Linked DNA regions of Sus scrofa: region 2 is linked to region 1. The links are chromatin contacts, called in public targeted proximity ligation maps. All regions are on one chromosome and are shown on one strand. The core of a region is the stretch at or near the end of the contact, and the rest is flanking DNA. Distances in the headings are between cores, read along the strand shown. Region 1 has its middle 78 kb from the start of PAG1. Region 2 overlaps PAG1 (phosphoprotein associated with glycosphingolipid-enriched microdomains 1).

Region 1 (3,010 bases), core at 280-2,779:
TTGTCCCATTAGTGGGGATTAGGTAAGACTGTATCTTAACCTTTGCGAAGCACTTTGATATGGGTATTTTCTCATTGACCTGATGTGTAGGAGTCACTCAGCTAGTTTCTGGATTTCTTTCTGAGACAATTGCTCCACGTGTAGCTATAGATTGGGTACATCCATGGGAGGGGGTGAGTCCAGAAGGTTCCTATGTCACCATCTGGGACCAGAACTCAATAATTTGTTTAAAAAAAAAAACATTTAATTTCAGAGCTGGAAAGGGGCTTTGGAGACTATTTGGTTCACAGTTGAGGTTTTTTTGTTTTTGTTTTTGTTTTTGTTTGCCATTTCTTGGGCTCCCGCGGCATATGGAGGTTCCCAGGCTCAGGGTCCAATCGGAGCTGTAGCCACCGGGGCCTACACCATAGCCACAGCAACGCGGGGATCCGAGCTGAATCTGTGACCTACACCACAGCTCATAACAATGCCGGATCCTTAACCCACTGAGCAAGGCCAGGGATCAAACCCTCGACCTCGTGGTTCCTAGTGGGATTCGTTAACCACTGAGCCACGATGGGAACTCCCACAGTTGAGGTTTAAAGCAGGAAAATAAAAGATTTATATGACTGCCTTCTCTCATAGCATTTCCTGGGTAACCATGGAGAGGAAAATAGTGCATATTCCTACAACTCTAAGCCTGATGGGGTGGGTGAAAGAGATTTGTTTAGCGATCATAGCCAGCCTCTTTATAGTCATGCCTTCTTTGCATTCTAAGGATCTCTTAGATTTTTCCACTTGTGACAACCTTTCCCAGATTGTACTTACCTGAATATTTTACAACATGCCTCACCTAAAATGCACCTGCTTTAGCTCCCCTTCCCCTCAGTACTCAAAAGTAGACAGGCTAATCTAATAGACTCACTACGAAAAAATCTCTTAATTTTTATGTATGATCTCCTTAATGTTATATTTTAACAACTGCTATTTATGCTTTAACCCAATGCTTTTTTAATTACTCAAAAAATTTAAAAATATCTATATCGTGGGGAGTTCCTGTCATGGCTCAGCAGAAACAAGCCTGGCAGTATCCGTGAGGACGCAGTTCAATCCCTGGCCTCGCTCAGTGGGTGAAGGTTCCAGCATTGCCGTGAGCTGTGGTATAGGTCGCAGACACAGCTCGGATCTGGCCTTGCTGTGGCTGTGGCATAGGCCGGCAGCTGCAGCTCCAATTGGACCCCTAGCCCGGAACCTCTTCATGCCAAGGGTGTGGCCCTAAAAAAAATCTTTATCTGACTCATGTCCCTTTGGTAATATGGGTCAGGAGTGAATGGGTAACGGCTAGTGGTAACATGGAGTGCTCAAACTTTACCTCTATATTTTTGGAAAAGAAAGTAGAACAAAGCATAGAGTATTCATTTAAAATAAACGTTTTTAGAAGCCATAGTATATTAGTTGCTCTTTCTTTTTAAAGCAAGAGAATTAGGAGGTGGAGTAATATGAGTGGGAAGGAGAAAGGAGAAGCATTAGAAAGGAAGGAAGTATTGAATAAGAACTAGGAACAGTGTCATTAGGAAAGGACAAAATAATTACATACAGTGGAAGCAGAATGCTGTTGCTGTCAAATGAAAAGGAATATATAAATGCTTGCCTGAAATTAAGAGACCTAGTAGTTAAAATTAGTAAAATATTCTTGAGAAAAAAATAGCGTCTGAAGTTATGCTGACAGTTTAATGTTGTATGCATTACTTGCGTAAACTTAGAAAAAGGATTTTGGCCTAGGAAGGGTTTTGTGGGTTTTTTTTAAGTGATTAATATAAGTCCCTTGCTTTACAGATGTAGAAAATGAAGCACAGAGGATTTAAATAGCTCGCTTAAGATCAATCAGTTATAGAATTGACATGAGAATAAATAAATAGCCCTTAATCTAACTCTCTGTGATAGGCTGAGTAACAGCCACCCACTGATGGTCCACATAATTCACTGAACCTATGAATATGTCACCTTAAATGTTAAAAAAAAAAAACTTTGCAGATGTGATTAAATTAAGGATTATGAGATAGGGAGATTATTCTGATTTATCCAGGCGGATCCAATGTAATCACAAGGGTCCTTATAAGAGAAAAACAGATGAGTCAGAAGCAGAAAAGAAATGTGATTATGGAAACAAAGCTCAGAGTGATGTGCCACAGTTAAAAATACAAGTGGTCTTGGAGTTTCCATCGTGGCTCAGCAGAAATGAATCCAACTAGGAACCATGAGGTTGTGGGTTCAATCTCTGGCCTTGCTCAGTGGGTTAAGGATCTGGTGTTGCTGTGAGCAGTGGTGTAGTTCGCAGACTTGGCTCGGATCCCAAGTTGCTATGACTCTGGCTGGCGTAGGCCAGCAACTGTAGCTCCAATTAGACCTCTAGCCTGGGAACCTCCATATGATGCAGATGCAGCCCTAAAAAAAACAAAAAAGAAAAAAATACAGGTGGCCCTTAGAAACTGGAAACGATGAAGAAGTAACTCCCGAAAAACCTCCGCAGGAATGAAAACTTGCTAATACCTTGATTTTAGTCCTTAAAACCCATTGCGGATTTCTGACCTCCAGAAATGTAAGAAAAAAAATGTATGTTTGGAGTTCCTGTCGTAGCACAGTGGTTAATGAATCAGACTAGGAACCATGAGGTTGCGGGTTCGATCCCTGCCCTTGCTCAGTGGGTTAAGGACCCGGCGTTGCCCTGAGCTGTGGTGTAGGTTGCAGATGTGGCTCTGGCGGAGGCCAGCAGCTACAGCTCCGATTAGACCCCTAGCCTGGGAACCTCCATATGCCGTGGGAGCGGACCTGGAAAAGGCAAAAAGACAAAAAAAAAAAAAGTATGTTTTTTTCCAGCCACCAGGGTCATGTGAATTTGCTATAGCAGCAAAATCAGAAACTAATAAGGGGAAACGAATGCTCTTTCCATTTAAATAGCTCACTTCCCTTCTTTCAAATAATCATTTCCAGGGAAATCCAGGAGCTCTACTTAAAATTCAAGTTTATATTA
Region 2 (3,010 bases), core at 135-2,634, 180 kb after region 1:
AACACTGGGGTACATGTATCTCTTTGAATCATTGCTTTGTCTGGATATACGCCCAGGAATAGGATTGTTGGATCATATGGTAGTTTTATATTTAGTCTTCTGAGGAAACTCCATACTGTTTTCCACAGTGGTTGCACTAATTTACTTTCCCACCTACATTGTAGGAGGCTCCCAGAGATTGTGCTTTTATTTTATTTATTTATTTATTTATTTATTTATTGTCTTTTTAGGGCCACTCCCGTGGCATATGGAGGTTCCCAGGCTAGGGGTCTAATAGGAGCTGTAGCCGCTGGCCTATGCCACAGCCACAACAATGCAGGATCTGAGCCGCTGCGATTCTTGACCCGCTGAGCGAGGCCAGGGATTGAACCCGAAACCTCATGGTTCCTAGTTGGACTCGTTTCCACTGCACCATGATGGGAACTCTGAGTGAGATTCTACTTTTAATAACACATTTTCACAGTTAAATCACAGCTTACCTTCCCTCAAAACATAAATACTGTCTTCAAATAAATCATTTGTTTTATCTCAAATTCAGACAACAGTTACTTGAATTTTACTCTCACTAAAATAACATAGATTATTTCTCCTAAAACTGGGAAAAATGGAGAAGGACCCAGTAATTTGATGTGTATTTGACCAGACATTGACTTGGCTGCTATTTTCAAGAGATTTTAGGCATTCCCACTGTGGCTTGGTGGGTTAGGCACCCAAATAGTATCCATGAGGATTCATGTTTGATCCCTGCCCTCGTTCAGTGAGTTAAGCTCCATTTCGACCCCTGTTCTGGGAACTTCCATATGCCATGGGTGCAGCCCTAAAAAGACCAAAAAAAAAAAAAATGGTTTTAAATTGATTCACTTCTATGCGTAATTTTTTCCTCTGCTTTGTCATTTGCTCTGTTCAGGAAGAAATATAAACCTTGGTGTTTCACATAAATTTGCCAGCATTTTTTACAATCAACTGGACAAATATCTTTTCACAGTCTCTGTCCGTCTGTCTTTTTTTTTCTTCTTCTTCTAACTTTTTTTTTTTTTTTTTTTTTTTTTTGGTTATAGGCCAAGAAGAAAGAGAGAACATTCATCAAATATTTCAAAGGGAACACATCGCCAGCATTTTGACTATTTATTTGGACAAACATTTCTCCAAGGTAAATATTACCATTGTACCAATGGGGAAGAGGGGGGCACATCGTTAGAATTTGCAGATGCAGTAGAAGCGCACAAAGGCTGAATTGTTGAGTCTAATACAAACCTAGAGTGAGAGGAGAGAGGGAAGGAGAGGAAACAGGGGGAGAAAGTGGGGCTTTGGGGACACCCCGCAGTCTCTTCTCAATGTGTTACCAGGAGGATGCCGTCAGCATCTGGGAGCCCATGGAGCTGGACTCAGAATGGGTGGGAGAAAGAGGAAGCTGTATTTTTTTTTTTTTTATTTTGTGTCGGTGTCTCTCAGATATTCATGAAAACAACAGGCAATGAGGTCTGATTGTAAAAAGAGCATTTTTTCTTTCATGAGAAAAGGATTGGCTAATTCCTTTTAGGGATGAAAATAAGATATATGCTGTATTCACATCATGGGGCGGGGGAATGAATCATAGTTTTTTACACCAACTAAGGCTGACCAATATGAAAGATTTTAAGGAAATCCATGTTCTTCTTTTATGAAAATACTTAGTAAGTAAATCTTTCGTTGGTTGATGACGAATCCTTCTTGTTTGAAAGCATTATATACTTGATGCTTCTTTTCAGGGGAGGGGAAGGAGTGTGTGTGTGTGTGTGTGTGTGTGTGTGTGTATAAAAGAGAAAGAGAGTGAGCGAGCTGTGTGTGTGTGTGTGTGAGAGAGAGAGCAGTGTTTGTGTGTGTATGTGTGTGAGAGAGAGAGAGCTGTGTTTGTGTGTGTGTGTGTGAGAGAGAGAGAGAGAGAGAGAGAATGAAGATGAGACAGAAGGACACCAAAGAGAAATCTGTCAGCATCCTACTGTATATTTCAGAGAATTAACTCGAGGCATTTTCTTTATGAATCACGAGCTTATTGAGAATAAAGCCTTCGCAGAAGCAGCTGAATTCCTCGTCAGCTCCAGCATTCATGAATTAGCTGCCAATATTTTTAACACAAATTGCTGTGTCATTTCTGTGAAGTTCCCCTGTTGCTGCTCAGGCTGAAGCTAAAAGCTGTTTTTGCTCAGCCCTGAAATTTCAGCTGAGAAAATTTCCTTTCTGAGAAAGATATTCGTGGGCATGCATTCACACACAGAAATGCCAAAATATACTATCCAATTTAAAAGAAAATAAATTTGGGATTCCCATTGTGGCGCAGCGGGTTAAGAATCCGACTAGTATTCATGAGGATATGGGTTCGATCCCTGGCTCCGCTCAGTGGGTTAAGGATCTGGGGTTGCCCTGAGCTATGGTGTAGTTTGAGACGTGGCTCAGATCTGGGGTTACGGTGGCTGTGGTGTAGGCTGGCAGCTGCAGCTCTGATCAACCCCTAACTTGGAAACCCGTATGCTGCAGGTGTGACCCTAAAAATAAAAATAAAAATATCTATTAAAAATAAAAAAAAAATAAACTCATTGACTTTCTCTGTTTAGCAGTTGATAGAGAGCCGACGTTACATAGTCCTGAGCTGGCTAAAAAGCAATTCCAGATTGGCAGGGGGGAGAAGGAGGTTTTTCTCACCAGTCCTCATTCTGCCTGTTCTCTTCTGAAGGGGTTGGGTTGGGGAAATGGAGTCTTGTACATTAGAGGAGAATTCTGTGATACTATTCATTCTCTGTTCTGACAGAGAAGACATTGTTTATTCGCTGTAATTGGCTTGGCAGGAGTCTGTGCTGTGCATACAGAAAGGGAACGTTGCAAAGCAGTGGGGAATCTCAGAATCCTAAGTAATAGAGCAGCTTAGAGCTTTTTTAAAAATGTCTTCTAGTAGCTTCCATCACTGTAGATGCAAGTGATCATGGGGGGCAGGGAGAGTTTTCCTCGAAGTGACAGTTTTCTTGACCTTGCTTTA

What was found.
Region 2: a targeted proximity ligation map of alveolar macrophages shows a contact between it and region 1.

The regions. Positions count from the first base shown.
Region 1 is chr4:55,371,137-55,374,146 of Sscrofa11.1, forward strand. No RefSeq gene overlaps it. Among named protein-coding and RNA genes, the nearest start is that of PAG1, 78 kb to the right of the region's middle.
Region 2 is chr4:55,548,602-55,551,611 of Sscrofa11.1, forward strand. It overlaps PAG1 (phosphoprotein associated with glycosphingolipid-enriched microdomains 1), which reads left to right. Exons shown (of 9, transcript XM_021089173.1): 3 at 1,059-1,150. Among named protein-coding and RNA genes, the nearest start is that of PAG1, 99 kb to the left of the region's middle.